Regions from separate parts of the Mus musculus genome. Here region 1 is linked to region 2. The links are chromatin contacts, called in public promoter capture Hi-C maps. All regions are on one chromosome and are shown on one strand. The core of a region is the stretch at or near the end of the contact, and the rest is flanking DNA. Distances in the headings are between cores, read along the strand shown.

Region 1 (6,618 bases), core at 58-2,557, 3.0 Mb before region 2:
AAGCCATGGTCATGCACACCTATGGCCCCAGCACCTGGGTTACCGAGGCAAGAGGATTGCTGTGAGTTTGAGCAAAGCCTGTGCTATGTAGTGAGTACCAGCAGAGCCAAAGCTATGTAATAAGATCCCCCTTCTCAAAGAAACAAAGACAAAGAAAACCACACTATCTACATTATCTGCATTAGGAAATGTTATAATGAAACCCATTATTTTATTCAATTAATATACACTAATAAATATAAAATAAATAGAAACAGAAATAAAATAAATATAAAAATAAGGTGTATGAGAGAGAGACAGAGAGACAGAGAGACAGAGAGACAGAGACAGAGACAGAGACGAGACAGAGACAGAGACAGAGACAGAGACAGAGACAGAGACAGAGACAGAGACAGAGACAGAGACAGAGAGGTGAACAAATGCATTCATCTTAAAAGGTCACTCTGAGTTAGCGAGAGAGCTCCGCGGATGAAAGGCTCCCAAGCCGGGCAGTTTCCATACCAGGGGCTCATGTGCTGGAGGAAATAGAACAAGTCCCCACGCTGTCTTCTGACCTTCACAGCTGTACCCCCACCCCCTAAATAAATAGATGTGAATTTTTAAAAGAAACATTTTGCTTGATTTTATGGCAAGTTAACTCAGAGAAAGTTTACTACTGAAAGTTACAGATACAGTTTGAGTCCCATGCCTGATTCGCTTATGTCTGTGTGAGCACCAGCCATGTTAACCCTGCTGAGCATGTCTGCCAGAGTTAGTAAGGGACGGGCAAAGCCAAGAGGGCCTCACCCCCGGCTCAGCCCCAGCCCCAGCCTCTGCCTGGTCACCTTCCTGTGTTCCGACTTACGCTTGTTGGCTTTCAGCTTCTTCTCGTCCACAGGAATGAGGTCTATGTAGTCCAGGTAATACTCATAGCTGGTGAGCGGGACAGAGGCGTCGGTCCCGTTGGCCATGACTGTGGCTTTGACGACAGTGTCTGTCAGAGGCTCGCACCCACAGCTGGGCCGTGAGCCCCAGAGACAAGATTGCTTAACTAATTTCTATCAGAATCACCCGGCTTGTCTGTGGCTCTCCCGGCATGGGGCCTGCCTACTTATCAGAGCTGCATGGCTGGAAGGTCAGGGGGCCGTTCCCCTGTAGGGCTTCTGGTTCCTGTCTCTCCTGGACAAACCTCCAAAGGCTACTAGAGACGCGGCTTCCCATTCGGCTCTAGCTTGCCTCTCCGTGGAAGGATGAGGAACTGGGCAAGAACTCAGATGACGGCAGAAAGTGCCTAGCAGTGCTGGACATGACCGTCCTCTCTTGCCTCTGATAAATGAATAGTTAATGCAATCGCAAGGGAAGCCTGCCAGCGTCCTTGACTTACTCTGAGGCAGTTCTCCGTGCTATTAAGCAACCAGTAGACCTCTGGCTTGGATTCCGAAGGCAGGCCCCGTATGTACTCTGCGATGTGCATGTTAACTAGAACCCCCAATCGCACCTCTTAGCTGAATGTGTCCCCAGCTTTTACCCAAGCTTCCAGGAACCCGCGGTATATCTGGTCAGCAGCCCACAGGACTGAGCACAAGGGTCGACCCAGCTCTTAGCTGACACCGAGGGTAAGGAGGAATCCAGGCTTCTGAGGGGCCTGCTCCTAGGTTATTGCTCCTGACGTTCAGTCTTTCACACAAGACCTATGTGCTGCACCCAGACTATGAAGACTATTGGTAGGAGCAGCTAATCCGCGAGGCACCGTGGGATAGATAGTGCCTTTGGAGTTAGGCACTATCTCGTCACTGATCCCGGGTCCTTTTAACAGTTGACCAGGCAAGTTCCTGTTGTCTGCAGACACTGTCTTATTTTTTTTTTTTTATTTTTTATTTTTGGTTTTTTCGAGACAGGGTTTCTCTGTATTGCCTGGTGAGTCCTGGGACTCACTCTGTAGACCAGGCTGGCCTCGAACTCAGAAATCCGCCTGCCTCTGCCTCCCGAGTGCTGGGATTAAAGGCGTGCGCCACCACGCCCGGCCAGACACTGTCTTATAACTGAGCTCACTTCTGACATAAACTGCTCAAAGTTGACAGATGCCCTAGGGTTCTGGGCGCAGTCGCACAGAATCACACGTCTCTCCCCATGGCAGCTGTTAATCCTAAACCCTACGTTGTCACCTCAGTTCTGACGTACTGGCTGGACGCGGAGGGTCCCACAAGCCCCTCCCCTCAGGTTCAGTCATGTGCTGAAATAGTTTCAGGACTCGGGAGAGCAATCCCTTACTGGATTCCTAGTGTAGCCTAAATGGACACAACTCGCATATAGTCAGACGGAAGCTGTTGCTACCAAGCCAGGCCCGATTTGCACAACACAGAGCATGCCAACCTTTGGAAGTGCTTTGTACAGCAGAGTCTGTGTGAGGCAAAGGGTAAAGGCACAGAGGCCTCAACTCTGTGACCCTGAGGAGAGGGGGCAGGGACACTTAAAACCGCAGAGAGACAGGCTGCTCTGAGACTTTCATAAAAGACGATTGGAGGGAAGGGATAAGAGTTATGGGTGGCCTGAGTATGTGTCATCAAGTTTTGTGGCTCTTCACAGAACACAGTGGCGTTAGTATGCTTTACTGGTAATCTGCAGCTCTCTGACCTCATGCACAGGAACAAGCAGGGGGTGGGGGGAGTGGGAGGTCAGTGTGTCAGCGTTCACTGAAGGCAGACCAGAGCAGCCTCCAGATTCTGAACAACGCAGGCAACTGTTAGCACACGTCAAAGGGGTTACCTGGAACAAAGCCATGGAGAGTGTGGCTTAGCCCTGCGACCACCAAAGCTGTGGCTAGAAGCTACAGCTGTGACTAAAAGCCAAGGAAGCAAAGGTGTTTACACTAAGGACGCTTCCCTTCATTTTGAGGTGTTAGGTGGAGGTAGGGAGCTTCCTGGCCTTCTCCAGGTCCATCCCCTCCTCCCCCAACAGCCCCTCCCCTCCTGCAATGGGGGGCTACCCCAAACTCCTTGTAGAGGATCTCAGGGTTCTAGTGCGCACAGAGGTCCTATGACTGGTCTCAATCTCCAGGTGAGATCTATCCTTAAGGCTCTCCCCAGAGACTAAAGTATGGTATAGGCTAAGAGTTCCAGTTCTCATTCTCTCTCTCAACTCTCTCTCTCTCTTGCCCCCTCCCCCTTTTTGGTTTTTCAAGACAGGGTTTCTCTGTATAGCCCTGGAACTCACTCTGTAGACCGGGCTGACCTCGAACTTCAAGAAATCCACCACTGCCAGGCTGAGTTCCAGTTCTCTAATAGCTATGACTGGGTCCTCTGACAGCTCCCAAGTCTCTACCTATCACCTCATTAGCATAAGCCCAGGTATGGATGAATGAAGTTGGTGACTCAGGAACTCCATCTGAGACCTATGTATTTGATCACATAACACAGCCCAGCACACCTTTGATTTCCAGCTCCCCCTGCCAGCACATACAAAGGGATCACTCCGTTCTGTTCCTACCTAGTGTTGTAGGGACACCGTGTAATTCGTTTTCCCACAGTGGTAAGCATTTAGATTTTTTTCAACAGGGGGCCCTTGGATAGGAGCTGTCCTTGTGACTTGCTTTGGCTTTGAGTAGAGGTCCTATTGACCCAGGATGTGACTCAGTGGCAGAGTACTCGCAGAGCTTCTACAAGGCCTTGGGTTGGTTCAGTTCTCAGCATTGAGAAAACAACAAACAAATCCCACAAAGACGTTGTGTAAGTTCCAGGCCAAGGTCTCAGGAGTTTGACTCACATTCTCCAGCAGCACTGACAGCAGGGGCTGGCCTCCTGGGAGCCAGGGGCAAACTGGACAGTGAGAGTGAGGTGAACCCCCACAGCACTGCCACCTCCATGGTATGCAGATGGCTGTAGATCGGTGAGGAAGGAAGCAGTCTAAACCCGGAGGTCAACTCCCCCCCTCCCAGCCTGCTTCACATGGGCAGTCCATAGAGTTGTGAGAATTTGTGCTAAGTGAAAGTTGGTGTGTGTGTTGATGTGCCTCCTCTCTCTCTCTCTCTCTCTGTGTGTGTGTGTTGATGTGCCTCCTCTCTCTTTCTCTCTCTCTCTCCCTCTCTCTCTCTCTCTCTCTCTCGCTCGCTCACTCTCCATGCCCCCTTTCTCTCCCTCTCTCCGTGTAGGCCAGAGGACAATCTTGAGTATCACTTTTGTGTCATTCCTTGAGGGCCATGCACCTTGTTTTCTGAGGTTCTCTCTCACTGACCTGGATGGAGCTCAACCAGTGAGCTAGGCTGACTGGCCTGTGAGCCCCAAGGGTGCCTGTATCCACCTCCAGGGCAGAGATAACAGCATGAACCGTCTGTCACCTCTGGTTACTTTCTGACATGGGTTCTGGGGTCCTCATGTTCTCAAGGCAAATCCGTTAACAGTGGGGGGCGCCTCCCCAGGCCAGACGGCTGCTGTTGTAAGTCACGAACTTTGGGGTGCTGTCTTGTACAGCACGGGGTAACTGGTGAAATGCCATGTTTCTGCCCTTTATGGTTTCAGTTCTTTCTGTCCCTCCACTTTGACATGTTCAGTCCTTCATTCCACAGTTTAAAAAGTAAAATTGGTCAGATCCTTCACTGGGAAAGAGAATCAGAAGGAAAGTTCACAAGAGGCAAAGATCAACAGTTGAAGGACAATGGTAGCCTCTGTCTCCACACACCACCTACATTGCAATGTCCCTCTTTAATTTCTGTTGCTGTGATGAGCACCCTGACTGTCTTAGTTGGGATTTTATTGCTGTGAAGAGACACCATGACCAAGGCAACTCTTATAAAGGACAATATTCAGTTGGGGCTGGCTCACAGTTTCAGAGGTTCAGTCCATTATCATCATGGCATGAAACAGGGCAGAGTGCAGGTAGACATGGTGCTAGGGAAGGAGCTGAGAGTTCTACATCTTGATCTGCAGTCAGCAGGAGTAGACTGTGTGTGTCACTGGCACATCTCAAAGCCGCGCCTCCACTATGACAAAAAAATAGCACCACATCTCTGAATAGTACCACTGCCTATGGCCAAGCAATCAAACACATGGATCTATGGGGCATTTCTAGTCAAATCACCACACTGACTAAATCAACTTAGGGGAGAAAGGGTTTATCTAGTTTGCTTCCATTTATCACTGGGGGTAAGCCAAGGCAGAAGGACCCAGAGCCCCTAAGTCACATCATGCTTAAGAGTGGAGTCAAACCCACCCATGCCACCTGCCTGCTTCTGCTCAGGGGGCATCCCACCTGTGCCGCCTGCCTGCTTTACTCTTATGTTGCTCAGGGCCCACCCAGCCCATGAAATGGTCTAGGCTATGTTCAGGGTGGGTCTTCTACCTCCCCTTAGGTAAGGCAACCAAAACAATGCCCCACAGGCTTGCCCACACCCTGACCTCAGGGAGCCCTCAGTAACTAGGCTTGACATGAGCTCGTGGCAAGCTGGAGCTTAAAGCTAAGCACCACATACAACAAGAGGACCACTCTACCTACAAAAAGACTTCAAAAGAGAACGGCATGCCATCTGGAGAAAATGAAGTCAAAGAAAGCCAATTCTGAAACGAATGATCCAGAGACTAGAATTAGCAGACAAGGCCCTCAAAAGCAACCATTATTAAATAACTAAAAATAAATATGTAACATAAAACTTTAGAATGTGAAAATGTATAAAAATCCATACTGGTAGCAAGCAGTAAAGGGCATGCCACAGAAAAAGTGGCTACAGGTGAGTCCACTAGTGATTGTTGGCTAAATAAATGTGTTAGCCAAATGTAGCTCTTCCTCACACAACTATAGGATGGGGAGAAATAGAAAATCCACCACTCCTATGATTCATCGCAACTATTAGATGGCAAGACTTTGGTGGGCATGTAAAAATGGATGGATGTCAAACTAGTAGGTGAAAGTTTGAACAGAAACAACATTTGTCTAGTTTAACAAGAATCTCCAAATTGTTAATTACTAACTTGAATACTGTTTACACAGAGTAAAACAATCACAAGAAAACTCCAAGTATCACACCTCACATCACAGACAAGCAATGATGGCATCATCTGTCACATAATATGTGCACTGAGGGATACATCACCTCTGTGGTGCTCTTGTCAAATTCATGGCCCCAGTAATTCTTGTACAGGATTTTAATCCAGCAACATGGATGCTCTGGTAAGGGGTCATATCCAAAGATATGATCCAGCTGGAATACAGACATGTCCTTAGTATACACCTTTGATCCCACTGGCTGGAATATAGACAGGCCTTTAGTGCACGCCTTTAATCCTAAACAATGACTTCTAACTGAGGGACAGACGAAATGTTGAATCAGAGAAAGATTTGATAGGATGAGTTAGAAATAGAACACACCCAACTCTCACAGAACCGACAGGAAAGAGAGGCTACTTAAAAAGCAGTGAGGGAGCCGGGCATGGTGGCACACGCCTTTAATCCCAGCACTCGGGAGGCAGAGGCAGGCGGATTTCTGAGTTCGAGGCCAGCCTGGTCTACAAAGTGAGATCCAGGACAGCCGGGGCTATACAGAGAAACCCTGTCTCGAAAAAAAAAAATGCCCTGGGCTCATCAGTGAGAGAGAGAGAGAGAGAGAGAGAGAGAGAGAGAGAGAGAGAGAGAGAGAGAGAGAGAGAGAAC
Region 2 (6,876 bases), core at 1,929-4,428:
CAAATAGTAGCCGTGCCTTCTGGGTCAGTGAAATGGTTCAGTAGGTAAGGGTGCCTGCTGCCCGACCTAAGGCTAAAGTTTAGTGCCCAGAACCATGTGTGGTAGAGGGAGAGAACCTATTCCCACAGGGTGTCCTCAAACCTACACAGAGAGAGAGACAGACAGACAGAGACAGAGAGACAGACAGAGAGAAGAGGTTGACTGAGGAATTCCACTTCCCAAGGATTATTTAAATGCAGTTTTAACAATAATCACAAGGATATAAAAAGGGGGAACCCTTAGCCGGGCGTGGTGGCGCACGCCTTTAATCCCAGCACTCAGGAGGCAGAGGCAGGCGGATTTCTGAGTTCGAGGCCAGCCTGGTCTACAAAGTGAGTTCCAGGACAGCCAGGGCTATACAGAGAAACCCTGTCTCAAAAAAAAAAAAAAAAAAAAAAAAAAAAACAAAACAAAACAAAAACAAAAAAAGGGGGGACCCACAAACTTCCAAAGGGTAAGAGAATTTTACCTTAAATTTTAAAAGATTTTGTTATGAATATTACATTCCAAATGTATAAATTATCAAACCTTCTAATCACTACACACATTCAACCAACCACCTTTGGGGCTTGCCTACAAATCCAATAAAATGTTATCAAAATAGAACTATGTAATTTTTTTATTTCTATCACTCACTTTAAGAATGTAGTAAGAAATTCCCATCTTTTATTCTTTACAATATAAAAACTACATATGAAGTGAAAGTCAAATACTAAGAATATTTTGAAATTACTACAGCTCTCGGAAAAGATCAGAAATTAAACACACACAGAAATCTGTTGCAGACTTGGAATGATGGCAATAGCAGTGGAAAGTAAATTTTATATTCCTCAACAGAAAAAAGGATAAAGTGTGCATAACCACATTATCTAGTATGCAAATATTGATGTCACCCTCCTCGTTTAACTTCCTGATGTGGATATTTTCATGTTAGATCAAGCATCCTGTAATCTACCTGAAATCTCCTAACATCTGAAAGAGACAACACTGATAACCCTAAATCTAAAACAGCACACCAACCGCTCCCCTGCTACAGAGGTTTGAAAGGAATGACCATCAATAATAATTTGGTATCGTTCTTGCGGCCCATGCAACCCTTGAGAGGGTAAAGGCACTCGCCACCAAGCTTGACGGCCTGAGGTCCAGGCCCCAGAACCCACAGGATTAACGGAGAGAACCACAAATGCAAACTGTCCTCTGATCTCTGCACAAATACAAACACAAAACAATAAAATAAATACATGTTTTTAAAAATCATCGTTCTTTTAGTCAAAGGGAAGAAGAAGCCAGTTCTCTTCATACACTTTCCCTTTCCCAAACAGTGCACCGAGGACTGGTGTGTGTGTGTGTGTTTGTGTGTGTGTGTGTGTGTGTGTGTGTTTTCTTTTTTCAAAAAGAAATTACACAAGATCCATAAAATCAAGAGAGACAGACACATCCATAGACCCCTCTTCTTAGCCTTGACCCAAGAAGACCCGCTGACTCTTATCTATTCTTTACCACCTGACCCCAGAAACTAGTTATGCAGGAAAACCTAAAAGCCCTAAAAGGAAATCCCCTTTGTGGCCTCATTTTAAAAAAAAATTATAAAGAATAACTTAAGCATGTATACACCACTCTGCATCAAAATACTAAAGGCAAAGCGAGGACAGCAAGGGAAAGAAATGATATAATACTGCTGACTGCCTTACTTCTATCTGAAATCTCAAAGATCCAGCTTCCTCCAGCACAAATTGAGTCTCCCGCAGTAGGCCACGAGGCTGCTGTTTAAACACCACCTCGGTGTTCCTTGGCCACGTCTTAAGCACGCTCTACCACGTCAGCCACTGATTACCTGGATCAAAACACACAGCCCGCAGCTGGACCCCCTCCGGCCTCCTGAAGCCACCCCTCGTGTGTGCAGCTCAGCCTTTTATAGTGGAGGCATGTGATGCGCGTATCTGCACCAGCTGTTCCTAATTACCTCTCAGTCTGGGGTGAATGACTCAGCAACACAAACTCTTTTAAAGAGTCACCCTACCTTGTTATCCAACCAACGTAGCGAACAAAGGGAAGCCACTTGACAGATCCGACGGTTAAACAACAAGAGGCGATCACTCCTCCAAAGCTACCCAACTCCAAGATGACTCACCAGGAGCCTTTTTTCCTCTAGACTCCCTTACGATGTCCAAAGCCAGAAGTGGCAAGCGCCTTCAAGCCCAGCCCAGAGCTTGCACCACTACCACAAGAGCAGGAAGAATAGGCCAACCCATACCTCTTCCCATTTCTCTGAATATTTGTAGAGCTCAAAAGCTCGGCCACGAACAAAAATCTACAGTGGTCATCCTTTAATCTTTCTGAACTGCCTTTCCTGCAAACCCAGTGAGCTGAGAGGAGTGCTCAATGCCTAAACAAAGACCCAGCAGGGGCATCGTCCTCCAAGGCTAGCAGTCACAACTCTACAATTCTCCAAAAGGAAAAAGAACAGCATCCTGAAAAAAAAAAAAAAAGTCTTTGTTCTTCCAAGCCTGTCTGGGGAGCAGGATTTTCCCACACGCGTTCTTTCAGAATTACTACTACGTCTGCCTTGACTCAGCGCACGCTGAACATAGAGAGCTCACTACATAAAAGCCATCGGCGCAATTCCACTAAATGACACCAAAGTCCCGGAGAAGATCGAAAACGCGCTGGCCCTGGCCCTACCGGACACGAACACAAAAGCTGGTGTCGTTAACATCGAGACCCACTCTGCCTATGCTGTGCGAGTCCACATTACAAACGTGCGCCAAGCAACAACAAAGGGAAGCGCGGAGCGCCCGGTAGTCCCGGAACCCCGGCCCGCTCGGCCTTGCCCCCGCAGCAGGCGGAGCGGGACGCGGCCCGCGGCGGAGCGCGGTGCAGGGCGGCGCCGGCACGGCCGGCCCAGAGAGTCCGCGCAGCGCGTAAACAGCGCGCAGCCCGCCGCCCCTTCTAGGCCCGCGCGGCCGCCCGCCACCAGCCCCGGTGACCCCCGGAAAGGACGGAAGGACGGCACCGCGCACCGCCCGAGCCACTTACCGGAGCCGAGACGCGGCGCGGCCCGACTGCAGGCGGCAAGCGGCGGTCAGGTGACTCACTCCCTCTGCGCGGACAGCCGCCCGTCTCCTCCCCTGCGCTCCGTTCCTCTCCGCCACCACCGCCAGCGCCTCGGGGCGCTAAAGCCCCGCCCCCGGTTCCGCCCCCGGGCCCCGCCCCGTAGCTGAAGCCCTGCCGAGCTCCAGGCCACGCCCTGCCTGGAGCCACGCCCCGTTCCAGGCCACGCCCTCCGCTAGTAAGAGCCTCTCTATTTCGCCTCCTGCGAGCTCCGTGTAACGTTGTGGATTGTATTGCTGAGCGCCAGGCCTCCAACCGCGTCGCCCTATCTCTGCCTTTGGTGGCAAGGTTACACGTCACGGAAGACCACCTCTTCCTCACCTGCTGAAGGCAGGGAAAAAAAAAGGCTGACGCCTCCACGCCCCCAGGGTTTTTGTTCACACAGCCCCTCTCCCCCCTCCCCCCCCCCCACACACAGATTAGATAAGGTCTTCTGCCCCACGCCCCCAAACCTCGGAAGCTCAGTTCGGCCAAGCTCCTGGGCTGCTTTCCTGTAGGAGCACAAAAACCAGGTGTTTGAACTTGCTGAAAAGGGTGTATGTCAACATCTGTCTGAAGCTCCGCAGGACTTTTAGGAGCAGATTCTGAGAGGGGGAGGCTGCTGCCCCTCTGAATGATCACTAGCTTCCCTTCTAGTTGTTTGTGTCCTTGAGGCCCTTCCTCGAAAACCGCAAGGCAGGTAACCTGGAGTGTGCTTTGCTCATTATAACCCATTAATATGCATGCTTCCCCGATCAAATCCCTTTACTCCTTGTGCTCAGCCAATACTGCTTTGAGAGTTATTCTTGCGCCCTTCATACTTGCCTGAATATAAGCTGCACTCTTATCTGCCTAGCCACGACGGACTGCATTCACCAATGGGCAAGCACGCTGTACTGGGCTTCATATCCGGAATATTGTACTGTCTGGCAGCCTCCTGTTGTCCCTCTACGCTGCACTACCAGGAAACATGGACGCATCCGTGTCTGGTCATGTCAGACGTCTTCCCTCAAGTCCTGGTCATGCTTTCATCCTCTGCTACTTATTGGGGTGTTAATCCAATTGTTCGTTTCTATTTTTTATTATGTTCGCTGTTGTTCAAGGCAGTGTCTTTACGCAAAGCTGCATGCACTCGTGGCAGGGCTTATCAGTCTGGAGAAAGAGAGGACTGGGCTGGCCAACCTGATTAAAAATGAGGAAGGAATTACCACCCCTGAGGCCAGTAGCCCTGGGAGGACTTGTAGGAAGAAATAATGTTGCTGGCTTTGAGTTCCAGAGGAAAGATGTAGAAAAATGGGAAGCCCCAAAATGTATGTGCTCCTTAAACACACACAGACAGTGCAAGGGCTCCAGGAGAGGGTTGTCTCCAAATAGTGATAACATTGACATGACTGCATCTGTACAGTGCGTAAGCTCTTGTGACTTAAGGACATTCAGTTACCTCTAAAGTAGGTGAGAATATGGCCTAAGTGCTGTGGGGTGGCCATGTAAGTGGTGACCTGGTGCCTTTGTGAGGCAGGGACAGCAACAGAGCTAAAACCAGGGCATGGCTGAGAGGAGTGTGGTCTACCAGGCTGTGAGGGGATCCAGGCGTGGAGGCAGGCGGCATGTTCAGGATCCTGAGATCATTATGTAGGTATTCAGTGAGAAATGAGGGGAGACACTTAGGGATAGACTGTGCGAGTTGATGGTGGTTCTGACAGACATTCGAGGGTCCTGGGGTGTCTGTCACACTCACTCTCCTTCCATCCTGAGCCAAAGTATAGTCTGCCTTCTTCCCACGCCTCTCGTGTACATTATTTCGATAAGTAGCCTTATGTCATGTGTATTAGCTCACAGAGAACCTCCCTCTAAGCACGTTTCTCTTGACTTGTCCTCTAAGAACACTTAGCATGGGATGCCCGCCCCAACTCTGTGACAAGACGAGAAGAAAAATAGCCAAGCAGTCTGCCTTAGTCGGAGTTTCTATTGCAGCAAAAAAAAAGCAGGACCAAGAAGCAAGTTGTGGCATTTTTATTATTTATTTATTTATTTATTTATTTATTTAATGTATGTGAGTACACTGTCACTGTCTTCAGACATGCCTTCAGAGGGCATCAGATTGCAGATGGCTGTGAGCCACCATGTGGTTGCTGGGAATTGAACTCAGGACCTCTGGAAGAGCAATCAGTGTTCTTAGCCACTGAGCCATGGAAGGAGCAACAGTGTTGACAGGCTAGACCCCCCAGAGCTCCCAGGGACAGGACACCAACCAAAGAATACACATAGCACTGGCAACCCATGTGGCAGAAGATGGCCTTGTAGGACATCAGTAGGAGGAGAGGCCCTCGGGCCTAAGGGTGTTCAACGCCCCAGTGTAGGGGAACACCAGAGCAGGAGGATGGGAATGGGGGGGGGGAGCACCCTCATAGAGGCAGGGGGAGGAGGTTTCCAAAGTGGAGACCTGGAAAGGGGAGAACATTTGAAATGTAAATAAAGAAAATAGCCAAGAAAAAAAGAGTATTAAAGTATTAAGAGAACAAATACTAAAAATAAAAAATAAAAATAAAAGCAAGTTGGGGAGGAAAGGGTTTATTCTGCTTACATTTCCACATTGCTGTTCATCAGCAAAGGAAGTCAGGACAGGAACTCACACAGGGCAGGAACCTGAAGGCAGGAGCTGATGCAGAAGCCATGGAGGGATGCTATTTACTGGCTTGCTTCCCCTGGCTTGCTCAGCCTGATTTCTTATAGAACCCAGGACTACCAGCCCAGGGATGGCACCACCCACAATGGGCCTTCCCACCCTTGATCGCTAATTGAGAAAATGCCCTACAGCTGGGTCTCTTGGAGGCATTTCCTCAAGGGAGGCTCCTTTCTCTGTGATAACTCCAGCTTGTGTCAAGTTGACACAAAACCAGCCAGTACATAGACCAAAAAGTAAATGCACTGGACCTATGAAAAGAGCTAGAAAGCGAGCCATTTCCAATAGAGGTTACTATTGCTTATTCCATGCTATTCTAAGGTCTACATAGGGAAGAGAAGCCAGAAGTTCAGCCATGCAGAGTCTCAATCATAGGGAGAAGGCTCGCCTGGGAACTCCAGCTGACTGCTCCGAAATCCCTAGTCTGGTTCTACATGATGCTGTAAGAGCCATTATTTGATTACGTCATCTCTAAAATGTTGCGAGTCCTTTTACTTGTAGCCTCACTTGAGGGGACACTCTGCCTGGGACCCCCCATGGGGAATTCCAGCCATCTGCCTTGAAGATCCTTCCCAGCCTATTTCTGCTGGATGTGGTGAGTGCCCAAGATTATAATCTACTCCCTTTCCATTTATTATTTTACTTTGGTTTCTGTATACTGAACAAATTCACTCATTCAACTAAAGTATATGGCTATTGTAGATGATTCTCCGGACCACACAGAACATCAACTACACAGTCTTTCTCTGTCGGGCATGCACTTTCTTCTCTCCTCTAGACCACAATTTCAACATTTTTCTCACATGATCACAATGGCCTCTATTCTGATTGGTCATATGCAACTTCCCTACAAAGACATCCCAAGGTTTGAGACTGTCAGGACTATGAGGAGCAACTCAAACTTCAGCCAGTGAGAGCATCTACAGGACGTTAAAATACAGACTTCTGGACCTGCCTGCCTGAGATTCTGATTCCAGCAGACTGGGCACCGCTCAAGGAGCAACATTGTTAACACTGATGCGGGCGGTCAAGGCCGGTAGAGGTTGAGAAACTGGTAAATTAGA

Evidence for each region. Promoter capture Hi-C pulls out the DNA fragments that hold promoters and counts their contacts.
Region 1: a promoter capture Hi-C map of liver shows a contact between it and region 2, with 7 times the contacts expected there. The contact joins the promoter of Mrap here to the promoter of Bach1 in region 2. A contact is called at or near these places in 2 of 39 promoter capture datasets (liver and pre-B cells).

What each region holds. Positions count from the first base shown.
Region 1 is chr16:90,732,896-90,739,513 of GRCm38.p6, reverse strand. Mrap (melanocortin 2 receptor accessory protein) reads right to left here and starts at 1,307. Exons shown (of 3, transcript NM_029844.4): 1 at 845-1,307. The coding sequence starts at 950.
Region 2 is chr16:87,695,256-87,702,131 of GRCm38.p6, reverse strand. Bach1 (BTB and CNC homology 1, basic leucine zipper transcription factor 1) reads right to left here and starts at 3,178. Exons shown (of 5, transcript NM_007520.2): 1 at 3,076-3,178.